3 separate regions of the Sus scrofa genome follow, and regions 2 and 3 are each linked to region 1. The links are chromatin contacts, called in public Hi-C and HiChIP or PLAC-seq maps. All regions are on one chromosome and are shown on one strand. The core of a region is the stretch at or near the end of the contact, and the rest is flanking DNA. Distances in the headings are between cores, read along the strand shown. Region 1 holds the start of RMI2 (recQ-mediated genome instability protein 2). Region 2 holds the start of DEXI (dexamethasone-induced protein). Region 3 overlaps CLEC16A (protein CLEC16A).

Region 1 (4,239 bases), core at 706-3,205:
CAGCATTGCCGTGAGCTGCGATATAGGTTGCAGATGAAGCTTGGATCCTGTGTTGCTGTGGCTGGTGGCATAGAACTGCAGCTCCAGTTGGACCCCTAGCCTGGGAACCTCCATATGCCATGGGTGCAGCCCTAAAAGACAAAAAGAAAAAGAAAAAGCTCCCTGAAGAGAAGCAGTCTTGATGGTGGCAGGAAGGTGGGTGATTGAGCCAGGCTGCAGCTGGGAGAGCTGCAAGAAGGCATATGAAGCAGAGAACAGCATGAGCAAAGGTACGGAGACATCTGTGATGGGGAGGAGGGCCGTGGTGTGGGCAGTGAGATGGCATCTATGGTTCAAGGACCATGAAGTTTGGGGTCATTCGAACTTGGGTTGAGTCGTGGCTCCAGCCCTCACTCATCATGGGGCCTCAGGCTTGTCATTGCCCTGAACTTCAGTTTCATTATCTGTCAAATGGGGATAAGAAATGGGCTTATGCAAGTACAGCCTCGTCTGTTCCCACTCCTGGGTTTGTACTCTGTGTCCCAGCTCTTCTGAAATCCTGGCAGTTGGCTCAGTGTGTTGTGCTCCCTTCTCTCTGGGCCCTTCTAGTACATTTCTCTCTACCTGGAATGCTCACATTCCAGATGCTGGGATTACACCTTCAGGTTATAAGCTGGGCACTGATGTGTTCAGACGTGTGTTTTGGAAAGTTCACTCTGCCAGCAACACATCATGGAGTTGGAGGATCTGAAGGCCAAGAGAATGGTGGGAAATTCCCAGGCCTTTACTCCAGCTCCCTTCCCCATCGCTTTCCTGACCTTCAGAGGCCTTAGAGAAGGCCAGTGATGACCCACCAGGCTTGAAGGGGTGGGATTCTCTCTTGGTTAAAACCCTTGCTTCTTTTCAAGTTAGGAGCCTGGTTACCTTAAACTTAGGGCTGAGATATAGAGGCCAGGACCCCACAGAGGCTACTGCCAGAGGGACTGGCAAGCCACCAGCTTCTGTGAGCCTGTTTCCCCACCTTTGTAGAACAGTCCTTATAGGGTGTGTTGAGGGGGGTACATGGGTTTCTCATGACAAAGCTCTTAGGACAGAGCCGAGCTTAATTATGTCTTGGCTGTTTTAAAAACTGAGCTCTTACTGAATACTCTCTGTAAATCTGGTATTGCTAGAGGCCTAGGGAGGACAGTCTCCTGACAACTGGTCTTGATTTAAAAGATTGCTTGGTTTAGGTTGTGGATTTTGCTGATTGGGACCATGCAATTTTTTAGGAAGTAATTTTGAAACATGTGCAGAAAGATTTAGCTGTAAAAATCACTAAATCCTATTAGTGATTTATAAAGTGAAAAATTGGAAATAGCCTAATGTCCACCTATAGAATACTGATTGGTTAGATATTCTAGGGACAAATAGAACCTCATGCAGACAAGCAGATGATGAGACAAACAGAATCTTATGCAGTCAGTCAAGAGGAAGCAGAGAGATAGTTGCTGATATGGGAAGATGTTTATTATTAAGTAAAAGCACTATACAAAACAATATTTGTGTATAAAAATATAAATAAACATATATATTTAAAAACTCATACAGCCTTATCTCTCAACTCAATTCTCGATTCCTCTCAATAAACATGCCTCATCATGGCAACTATTCATTTCAGTATTTTCTAGTATTTTTTGGCCCCAGAGAACCGCTCTATGCTAGGCGATGTAAAGATGAATACTCACATTCTCCAGGTGACTTGCGTGCATGCCTAATTTTGAGGTGCGTGGAAACAAGGAGTTCTTTACTTCTCCTTCATTCATTTTTTTTCTCTTCTAATTCATTTCATCCATTCGTTCCCGGCTTGGGGGCGTTTATTTACTTTACATACGCATGCGCACTCTGGGGGCCGCGCGGTCTGGTGGCCCCGCCCCTCGGCGCCGCTCATTGGTCGGCCCCGGCTGCGCGCCCCTGATTGGTGGCCGCGGATCAGGCGCTATCAAAGTTGGCGGGAAAGCGGCGGGGCAGAATGGCGGCAGCGGCGTCCACGGACTCGTCTTCCGGCGGCGGCCCTGGGGCCGTGAGGCTGCCGCGGTCGCCGCCGCTCAAGGTGCTGGCGGAGCAGCTGCGGCGCGACGCGGAGGGCGGCCCGGGAGCGTGGCGGCTGTCGCGGGCGGCGGCGGGGCGCGAACCGCTGGAGCTGGCGGCCGTGTGGATGCAGGGCACGGTGGAGACGGCGGGCGGCGGTGAGGCGCGGCTGCGGGACCCGAGCGGGGCCTTCTCGGTGCGCGGCCTGGAACGGGTGCCGCGTGGGCGGCCTTGCCTCGTGCCAGGTAATGGCCGGGTTCGAACCCGCGGATGACCCTCTCGGTTTGTACCGCCCAAGGGCGGGGCCTGGTCTTTACCTCGCTGGTCCCCCGCCTGAATACCCTTCCTTCCTGCTCTTCTCCAGCTAAGCGCCACCCAAGCTGTTCTGATGATAAGCATCACCTGCTGCCCCGTTCAAAGTAAATTACAGGTCTTTCTTGGACGCCACGAGCCCTGCATCTGTGTTTGTAACAACACTCCCCTCCCTAGGGGTGATTCCTCCTCCTCCCACCCCTGTCACATTTTGGAATAATCACAGTGGGGAACTTGTGTTCATCCTTAAGGTCTGGACTCAGAGTGTACCTTGATTAAGGAAGCTCTCCTGAACCCCAGGAATGAGGAGTCCTGTTGTACCCCTCCTTCATGGAGCTGTCTTGAGCCTTAGTTCACTGTTTCCTTTATTTGTTTATTTATTTATCCATCCTTTTTAGGGCTGCCCCTGAGGCATATGGAAGTTCCCAGGCTAGGGGTCTATTGGGAGCTACAGCTGCTGGCCACAGCCACAGCCACGCCGGATCCGAGCTGCGTAGCTCACGGCAACACCGGCACCTTAATCCAGTTAGCAAGGTCGGGGGGATTGAACCTCAACCTCATGGTTCCTAAACCTCAAGATTCCTAGTTGGATTTGTTTCCGCTGAGCCACGACGGGAACTCCCCTGCCGTTTCCTTTTAAACCAGTGGTGCGCAAACTTACCCTGAGGGCTTGTTAAAACCTTTGATGACTGGGCGCCAGCCTCAGAGTTTCAGAGACTGTAGATCTGGGTGGGGCTGAGAATTTGCATTTCTAACCAGCTCCCAGGGCCTATGGGCGCCACTGGCCTGGGGGGTCACACTTTGAGAAATACTGAGCCAGACTACGGCAGGGTGGGGACTGTCTTTCTGACCCCTATTCTCAGCAGGAGGTTGAGCTTCCCGCCCCTGACCCTTTCTGACTGAGCTCCCTGGAGCACTTCGCTTAATCTTTCTGGACCTCTTTCCAAAGGGGAAATTCCTGCCTATGTGTGGATTCAGTACATTTTTTAAAAATGGCCTTAACATAGCTCCTAGCTCATAGGGTTCAAAAAATTGTGACCATTGTTTTTTGCTATGCAGTGCGCCTGCGCACGTGTCGCCCACCCCTCCCTCGCCCTCAGCCTCCCCCTCTGTCTGCCCTCCATTGATTGCAGTGTTAGCCTAGCCCAAGGTAGGCAAATGACCAGCCCTCATCTCTCTTTGCACGGCCTAGGAGCTAAAAATGTCTTTTACCTTTTCTATTTTGCCTTTCTTTTTTCTTTTCTTTTTTTCTTTCTTTCTTTTTTTTCTCCCCCCTGGTCTTTTTAGGGCAGAACCTGCAGCATAGTTCCCAGGCTAAGGGTCGAATCAAGCTGAAGCTGCAGGCCTTCGCCACAGCCCTAGCAATGCCAGATCGGAGCCACATCTGCCACCTACACCCACAGCTCATGGCACTGCAGAGGGCTTAGCCCTCTGAGTGGGGCCAGGGATCGAACCAGCATCCTCATGGATTCTAGTTGGGTTTGTTACCACTGAGCCACAAGGGGAATGCCTACCCATTTTCAAATGGTTGAAAAAAAAACAGATGATTTCACGTGGGAAAGCGTATGAAACTCAAATATCAGTCTCCATAAAGTTTTATTGGAACACAGTCGTTTAGATACTGTCTGGGGCTGTTTCCTGTTACAGCTGCAGGCTTGAATAGTTGAGACAGAGACCCTATGACCTGCAAAGCCTGAAGTATTTAGTATCTGGCCCTTTATAGGAAAAGGGTGCCGGCCTTTGGCTGTTTGGTGTCTTGGCTCCTCGGCAGTGCTCTTGTCTGGGACTGTCTCCTGTATCAGGCCCCAGCCCTGGCATATGGTTGGCACTGGTAGGTACCTTAGTGGGCATTGCATGTTGGTGAACCCATCTGATTTA
Region 2 (4,239 bases), core at 948-3,447, 350 kb before region 1:
CTAGCCAAGGTCTCACTAAGCTCAAATGAAGTTTTCTTCAAAGAAATCTCACTGTCAGCCCCTCAGGGAAGACCCTGCCCCCAGCACTGCTGCCCACCTTGTATCATCTTGACTGGTCATCTTGGCTAAGACAAGCAACAGAGGAGGAGGTAAACAGCGTGCTTGGGTGAATGGCACTAGCATCAATTTTCCGTAAGAAGCCCCTGCCCACCGCTTCAGTATCCCTGCTCCACTGCCACTCAGTGGAGCCACTCAGTGCCTAGCATCGTCCAGCTGAGGGGCTCAGTCAAGGAATTCCTGGGTGCCCAGTGAACCCTCACCAGTCCTCTCTCATCTAGTCCAGCTGCCCCTCCTCCTTGCTAGGACTTTGGCCAAGTCTTCCCCCTTCCTGGATCTTCATTTCCCTCCTACTAGCACACAAGGTGGGGCTGGACACAGTTTCCAGCTGGCGGCCTAGAGGCAGGACTTTAACGCCTCAGGGCAATGATCCCATGGTCCCTTTGCCTGCTGGCCAAAGAGCCCCTTGAGGCCTTGCAAACACTGCAGGCAAGGCCACGCCAGCACCAACCCCCAGCTTGCCTGGTCTGTGAAAGCAGCTTGCGAAACTGACAGCCCCTGCAGATTTGAGCTGCAGAACGGAACTGATGAGCGGGGCACCCTGAAACCTGACTCCAAAACAGCAGCCAAGCCAAGACCAAAGGAAGTACAACGTCCTTTGCTGAAGCAGGTTTTTCCTCTCAGTGTCAGCCGGGAGCCCTTGCTCTCAGTCCCCGGCCAGTCCTCCAAGGGGCCACAGGACAAAGGTGATCAGGGCCTGGCTTCCTACCTCTTTTAACACTGCAAGTCTTTATCCTTCCAGGACTAGTGGGAATTCCCCCAAAGCCAAGGTCACCATCAAGACAGGTTAAGGATGGGGGGAGGAGTTGACAGGTCTGCCTTAAATGGATTTGGGTGCAAAGGCTTTTCCCACAAGTTTTGGCACTTGGTACTATGGCTAACCAAGATGCCACTTAGGTCCTGCCTCCCTTCCCTTCTTCACCAGCTGTAAGCCTTGCTAAGGGGAAGCTTTCCTGCCCTAAGAGTCTCAAAAGAGTCCAGCCATTCCTGGCATCCAAACAGACCTAGGGGAAGTGGATGGAGGAATCAAAAGTCTGGGGTAGGGTTGTGTGTCCGGCTTGGGATGCCTCCCTCTTCCTAGCCAGCGCCCCAACCCGCCCTCATCCTGCGCAGAGAGGGCACTTACAGGCCTTGGAGGCCGGAGAGGGCCTCGTCCTGGGGGTCCCATCCCTGGCCTGACGGTGCCCTCAACCAGCAGCGGCAGCATGATCTAGGCGCTGGTCCAGGTCGAGGGTTGCGGGTCGTAGGGGGAGCGGGGGACAGCAGCCAAGCCTACTCCAAGTAACCATCGAAGACGTCGAGCTCCGAATCGGCATCGTAGAGGCCCGAGCCGGGGTCAGAGAGCACGCCGAGGTCCACGAGCGCCTGGTCCATGTCCTCGGGCAGGAAGACTAGGCCCACGTTAAGGACGATGTACTCCATGAGAAAGGCGTAGTATAGGATCAGCACATTGACGAAAAAAAGGCCCACGTAGAACATAGAGGGTAGCAGCGGCGGCGGCACGGAGGGGACCAGGGGGCCCAGCGCGTCCAGGTGGGCCGCGACCCGGGCGCCGGGCATGCAGGGGGCGGCGAGGGCGGCAGCAGCCCGGCGATCTCAGCGAGCTCAGCCGCTGCGGCGCCCGGCCAGCCGGCGAGCGGGCAGCTCAGCCATCCAGGGCCGCCCCGGGGCTGGCCGAGGCGGCGCTGGGCCCCGGCGGTGCCCCGGGGGATGTGCGTTGGCCCCTGCAGACGCACCCGGGCCCCCGAAACGTGCCAGGCGGGTCACCCCACCCCCAGAGGTGCCCACACGGCCCTGTAGATCTGCCCAGCGGTCAGGCGGATCCCCCTGAAGTAGCCGGCGGCTGCCCGGCTCCTCCGATGTGTCCCGCTCGCGCTCACGGGCCCTCGCAGCGCCTGCGGGGACCCTCGCCGCGGGTCATCTCAAGGGCCAGTCCCGGCGGCGGTCTCTTCAGCCGCGCCCAGCCGTTCCTCGAGCCCTCTCCGCGCCCCCGAAGGCCCAGCGCCCATAGCTGCGGCCGCCGCGTCGCTCTCCTGGTCGCATTCCGAGCACCGCCTCCGGAGCAGCCCCGCGCTGATTGGCCCGCCGCCCCAGCCTGCGCTGATTGGTAACCTCAAAGCCAACACTGATTGGCCCGAGCCGTCAGATGGGCGGGTACCTCCGCGCTCCGCCCCTCGAGGTGCTGGCTGCTGAGTTTCTTTCCTAGTTCCGGACTCAGAGCAGATCTGGAATACAATTTTCTCAGTGAATCCGCGACGGAGTAGGGGGAAGGGAAAGAGTTAGAACACATTTCAAACCTAGACGTATCCTAAGGCTACCAAAACTGAGGGAAACCTTGGTTTCATTAGCACCTGCTGGATTTGAGTATTGGCGCCAAGCCTTTTTGGGAGTCAATTTACCAGTTGAAAAAAGAGGCAGGGTCGGGGCGGTGGACCTTACCAGTGAAAATTTTGGATTTCCCTGAAGTGGCAAATTGTCCTCGGTGGGGAAGATCGACCAGTCCCCTTCATCTCTCCAAATTCTGGCTGCTGGAAGGTCCAGCCCCGCGGTACGGGGCGGGATGGGAGTGGGGGGAATCTGCGTAATAAGGCAGGTCAGGTCTGCAGCAGGAGAATTGCTTCTTGTTTTTACTTTGAGAAACTTGTTTTAAAGCAGTAATAATGCACGTGGTTTTAACCAAGAAATACACAGAAAAGTAATTTCCCTCTGATTCCCCTCCTCAGGGGCAACACCTGTACATCCACCAAGCAACTGATCTTGCCCAAAGCACCCTCCAAAGCAGTTAAGCAGGCCACACTGAGCTGGGTGCTTTACATGCATTGCTTAATTGCAGCCAGATGGGGAAGTGTAGTATGTCATCCCTTTCTACAGACGAGAAAACTGAGAAACAGAAGGACTCTGGAAGCTTCTGGGCCTGTGGGTGTTTGGAGGACAGAACCTGCCCTATTTTCTCCATGACTGTCTCTTGCTCCTTTAGGTGAACTGCAGAGCAAACCATTAATCCTCCAACTGGTGAAAATGAAACAAACTGTCATTCATTTATTCACTCTGCCAACACTTGTTGAACACCTATTATGTGCCAAACTTTGTGCTAGGCATTGGGGAGAACATTGGCTTCTTAGTCCAATTCTGTCCTAAGCGACACAGTAGACCTTTGATAACTATGAGGTGTAGAAATGAATACATAGGAAAAAAATTGCCTCCACAAAATTTCTCCCTCCTAATCCAGAAGAGAAATGTAGATACATCTTGGCTGGTGTAGGAAGCTGGGTATTTCCTTATTTTTAAAAACGTGGTTGTTTTGGAAATGGTATGGATTTTGGGTGAAGACCAGAGAACTCTGAAAGTACAGGACGTTCAATTTTGGTACATTGTTGCTTGAAGGCCTTTCAATATTTATTTTTTAATTTTAGTAGAAAAAGAAAAGTTGTGAGGATAATTCAGACTGTTACCAATTTGGTGCAGTTTTGTTCATGGGGGATAAAAACCAGGGTGCCTGGGTTTGAACCCTGGTTCTGCCCCTTAATAACTGTTATGACCTTGGACAAGTCAACCCTTCTGTGATTCAGTTTCCTTCTGCTAAAAACAGAGATAATAGTACTCACCTCAGAGGGTTTTTAAGAGAATTAAATGACAATATATGTAAGCCGCTTAGGGCAGTGGCACATAGTACGCCAAGCAACAGGTATTCTTATTCTTATCATAAAGCTAATAATTATTAATATTGTGGTAACTTTTATTCACGCATCTTCACGGACTCATTTCTTAGGGCTTCGCCCATAGCTTTCCCGTTCCCGCCCATCCAAGCAATACTGCGGACTACCCCCGTCTCGCTCCGCCTCTTTTCCGAGGCCGCTGGCCCGCAGTTGCGTGATGCACGCTGGGCCTTGTAGTTCGTACGTAGAGTCCTGGCAGCAGGGGCGTCGAGGGTGAACTGCATTTCCCAGCTCTCCTCGTGGCGGCGGCCGTAAAGCGCGGCGGTCGAACGGCCGGTTCCGGCTGAATGTCAGTGCGGGGCTGTGGGCCGGATAGGAAGGTGGTTGGTGGTGTCCCCGCCACCCCCTTCGTTACCTCCTCCGTTTCTGCCGCCGCAGCAGGCGTCCAGCCGCTCAGCCGCTCGGG
Region 3 (4,239 bases), core at 551-3,050, 310 kb before region 1:
CGTTAATGTCATTTAATCCTAGCAATCGTGAAGTGGGAATTATTATCCTCATTTTATAGATGAAGAAATAGAGGCTTAGAGGCATTCATCGGACAGCTAGGAGGTGGTCAGACAGACCGTGAACCCGGGCCTGGTGCTGTCTGGACCCATTTCTGTTTCTTCCATGGTCTCCCCTTCCCATCCCTTCCCGTATGCCCCACTGGGAATGAACCACTGGCTTGAGGTTCATGTGGCCCTTCTGGTTTTGTTTGTTTGTTTTGTGTTTTACCGAGGCCTCTGATAAGATTCACCACGCTGAAGTGGGGCAGGCCTGACTTGTGTCTATAACTGATTTTCGGTACTTCTTGTGTTTTAGCACACTAACGACTTCGCCCTGTACACAGAAGCCATCAAATTTTTCAATCACCCTGAAAGCATGGTTAGAATTGCTGTAAGAACCATAACTTTAAATGTCTACAAAGGTAAGTTTCCGTGTGCGTGCGTGCCTCGGCTTCCTAACTTGACAGCAGTGCTTGCTCTCGTGGGTCCCTACCAACTGTTCTCTCGGGGTAACAGGAAGCTCGCTTATTATAGCAGAGGTTGCATGCCTTACAAAAAGTTCTCCTGGCCGAACGTTCAGCTACCCCATTTGCACGAATACTGCCTTCTCTGCGCACACTTAGTTCTGTGCGTGAAAGTCTCCATGCTGATACGTACAAGTCATAGTACCCTAAGAGCATCCACAGGATAATTAGAGAAAGCAAAGCTGTCTTTGAATTGTGAGATTGAAATATTTGCCCCTCAGCCTCTAAAATATACTTCAGTACAGCCAGGGGCTGTGTGATCTTTAAATAATGTGTGAAAGCATTTCACATCCCAAACAGCAGGGGGCAGTCTTGTATTCTCAACCGGCTGCAAAACCCAACAACAAATTCCTCCTTTCTTCCAAGAAACACTTAGTGCCTGAATGGAATCATTGCCTCCAGGAGAAAGCCCTTCCGGGGCCTCCTGCCCGCCCCAGCGCAAAGGCTGGCTGGAATTGCCCTCCAAGGCGACGGCCTTTCTGCCCAGCACGGGGGTTCTTTCCCATGTAGTCACCACATTGGAGCTGGGACCCCATTTTCTCAGGGACCAGATGCTTTGACTTTTGAGGGTTAACGAGGTGATTACTTGAGACGCCCCCTAATTGGGAGGGGGCGGGAACTCCTCCTCGGGAACTCACTCCAGCCTAGTTCTGGGATTGGGATTGCCTTAAATTGGAGAGCCTTTCTAAGAGCCTCGAGGGGTCGCAAACTCAGGGCCTGAGGGCCGAACCCAGCTCTCAGACAGGTTTTATGCGGCTTAGATATTTTTTGATAAAAGATAGAGTTGTCAGTATTTAAAACTTGGGAGGTCTCAGATGACTGCCTTGAAGGTGTAGATGTGGCTCTCCAGGGCCGCAGGGCAGTGCTGAGCTGGCGCCAGAAGCAGCTGCTACCTTTGGGGTGGAGGCCCGTGCTCCCCACTGTACCCGCCTGGCCTGCCAGTGTCTCACCGAGTCCCTGGCCAGCCCACGGCTTCTGTGTTTGCGACCTGGTCTGAGCCCCAGTCCCGACACTGCCGCCACCACCGTAGCCGCCTGCTCTCTGTCCTCTAAGCCGCGTCTCTCCTGCCCCAGCCCTCTGCCCCTGAGCAGCTGCCTCCCCTCCCAGCTCCTAACCCTGTTAACTGTTGTCTGTTTTTTGCCTTTCCTTCAATGACGATTCCCGTGTTCCTTATTCCAGTGTCATGTAAGTTAATAACTTCTGGTTTTCCGCTTTCTTAACGTGTCCTTACATGAAAATACAGGAAGCTTGCTTAAGAATGGAGTGGTTTCCATTGCAGACTATTTAAATGTACTGCTGCTAAGTGGGCTATCTACTGCACTGTTAACGTTTAGCCCAATTAATGTTATCAGTTATAAAAATAGCATGAAACTGCCTTGCTGAGTATAGTTTTCTGAATAAGGTAACCATTTTTAAGTACTTCCAGGAAAGACAGAAAGAGTCAGATTATAGTCGAGGGCTTTTTTCATTGTGGTTTTGTTTTGTTGTTGTTTTTTTAATCTCCCCCAAGTTATTTTTAGTAGCTTGACTTTCTTGTCTTTCTTCTTTTGTGCCTTTTCTCAGTGGATAACCAGGCCATGCTGCACTATATCAGAGACAAGACCGCTGTCCCTTACTTTTCCAATCTGGTCTGGTTCATTGGGAGCCACGTGATCGAACTCGATAACTGTGTGCAGACAGATGAGGAGTAAGTGACCCCCCGGGGGGCCTATTAGGTGACAGGGTGCCTGGGGGAAAATGCCTTTGTCATTCATGAAAAACACACACACTCACACACACTCACACACACACACACACACACACACACGAACAAAACTAACCCTTACATGTAGGTGGAATATGGACTTCCACACTCTGGAAGGTTCCACATATTGTCTGATGGCATTTGTATGAAATGCCCAGAATAGGCAAATTCATAGAAGCAGCAGATGAGTGTTTTCCTAGGGCTTGGGGCGGGGGAAATGGAAGGTGACTACCTGTGACTGTAGGGCTTTTTTTTGAGGGGAGGGGATAAAAATGTTCTAAAATTGGCTGTGATGGTGGACACTTCTGTGAATACACTAAAAGCATTGAATTGTATACTTAGGGTGCAGTTTTGGTATGTAAAGTATCTCAATAAATCTGATTTAAAAAAAAGATCACAAAAAAAAAAAAGAAAAAGAAAAGGAGTTCCCGTCATGGTGCAGTGGTTAACGAATCCGACTAGGAACCATGAGGTTGCGGGTTCGGTCCCTGCCCTTGCTCAGTGGGTTGAGGATCTGGCGTTGCCGTGAGCTGTGGTGTAGGTTGCAGACACGGCTTGGATCCCATATTGCTGTGGCTCTGGCATAGGCCGGTGGCTACAGCTCCGATTGGGCCCCTAGCCTGGGAACCTCCATATGCCGCGGGAGCGGCCCAAGAAATAGCAAAAAGACAAAAAAAAAAAAAAAAAAAAAAAAAATTAAGATGGTGATGAATAATTCCAGAGCAGGATTTCTCCAATTTCATGCTCTTGATCTAGATAATTCTAACTGGGTAATTCTTTGTTGGGGGGGGCACTGTCCTGTGTGTTGTAGGGTGTTCAGCATCTCTGGCCTCCACCCACTAGATGCCAGCAGCACCCCGTTTCCAGTCGTGATGAGCAAAAAATGTCTCCAGACATTGCCATATGTTTCCCTTAAGGAAAGACTGAGTCCGTTAAGAAGCGCTGCCCCAGAGTGACAGCTTTGTAAGATCTGGTGAGAGGTGCACCTCGGTGAGGACGATAAAGAGACAGCAAAGAGGGCTCCCAGAGGTGGAGAGAGAGGAAACACTAGCTCCCTTATTGGGAAGGAAAGAAGGCTGGGTGGATGGCACATCTGACCAGGCATTTGGGAAAACAAGGACCCAGAGAGGTATGAATGGTCATGGGTATGAAACATAATGAAACACTTAACTCCAGAAAGAACAAAGAGTTATACGAGGAAGGAAATGCACTCCTGTTCCTCCCTGTGGCTCTGCATTGAATGGTTATGTCAACACCAATTGCTGATGACTACTGGGTGGGGGCTGGGGGAGGGGATACAAAAAGTTCTGTCCTAACAGAAGGTCACTGTGTACTTTATAAAATGGCTCAATTGCAGAATAGAGATCCTTGCAGATTTTATAGAAGAACAGAGGGAACTATCCACTGAAACAGTTAAAAAAGTTAAAAACTGCTTCTTCTGGGAATTGTCTTATGGCTCAGCAGGTTCGATCCCTGGCCCTGGAACTTCCACAGGTTGCAGGCATGGCTAAAAACAAAACAAAACAAAAACCCCTGCTTCCTCTCGAGAGAGGGTAGGGGTCAGGGAGGCTGGGCCACGAGCTGCTCTATTTTATGATCAGCTTATCAGTACTGTTTGATTTTTAAATCCTTCTGCATATATTACTTAAATACTTTTTAGGGTTGTACCTGTAGCACATGGAAGTTCCCAGGCTAGGAGTTGAATTGGAGCTGCAGCTGCCGGCCTATACCACAACCACAGCCATGCCAGAACTGAGCTGCATCTGCAGCCTACACTGCAGCTTGTGGCAACCCTAGATCCTTAACCCACTGAGTGAGGCCAGGGATCGAACCTGCATCCTCCTGGATACTAGTCAGATTCTTAACCTACTGAGCCATGATGGGAACTCCTGCTTAGATATTTTTTAAACTAAAAGTTTAAAAAGTGAAGTG

Evidence for each region. Hi-C and Micro-C count contacts between places; a contact is called where the count stands out from the background. HiChIP or PLAC-seq counts read pairs in DNA pulled down with a chosen protein or histone mark.
Region 2: an H3K27ac HiChIP or PLAC-seq map of alveolar macrophages shows a contact between it and region 1. The contact joins the promoter of DEXI here to the promoter of RMI2 in region 1. A contact is called at or near these places in 2 of 47 Hi-C or Micro-C datasets (epiblast stem cells and liver) and 1 of 2 datasets of contacts at active chromatin or transcription factors (alveolar macrophages).
Region 3: a contact with region 1 is called in a Hi-C map of fetal liver, with 3 times the contacts expected there. The contact joins the enhancer-like site here to the promoter of RMI2 in region 1. A contact is called at or near these places in 2 of 5 promoter capture datasets (fetal liver and liver), 30 of 47 Hi-C or Micro-C datasets (adipose tissue, alveolar macrophages, blood and 17 more) and 2 of 2 datasets of contacts at active chromatin or transcription factors (alveolar macrophages and skeletal muscle).

The regions. Positions count from the first base shown.
Region 1 is chr3:31,812,585-31,816,823 of Sscrofa11.1, reverse strand. RMI2 (recQ-mediated genome instability protein 2) reads left to right here and starts at 1,955. Exons shown (of 2, transcript XM_003124595.4): 1 at 1,955-2,294. The coding sequence starts at 1,991.
Region 2 is chr3:32,158,180-32,162,418 of Sscrofa11.1, reverse strand. It overlaps DEXI (dexamethasone-induced protein), which reads right to left and starts at 2,197. Exons shown (of 2, transcript XM_003124598.4): 1 at 1,244-2,197. The coding sequence starts at 1,677. The coding sequence ends at 1,390. CLEC16A (protein CLEC16A) reads left to right here and starts at 4,076. Exons shown (of 25, transcript XM_021086617.1): 1 at 4,076-4,239.
Region 3 is chr3:32,123,227-32,127,465 of Sscrofa11.1, reverse strand. It overlaps CLEC16A (protein CLEC16A), which reads left to right. Exons shown (of 25, transcript XM_021086617.1): 5 at 356-461; 6 at 1,743-1,748; 7 at 2,127-2,250. Among named protein-coding and RNA genes, the nearest start is that of CLEC16A, 33 kb to the left of the region's middle. Within about 2 kb of position 1,800, at least 19 of the 83 cell types and tissues checked have an H3K27ac peak or open chromatin away from gene starts, as enhancers often do. A contact at or near this core is called in alveolar macrophages and fetal liver, where this site is marked.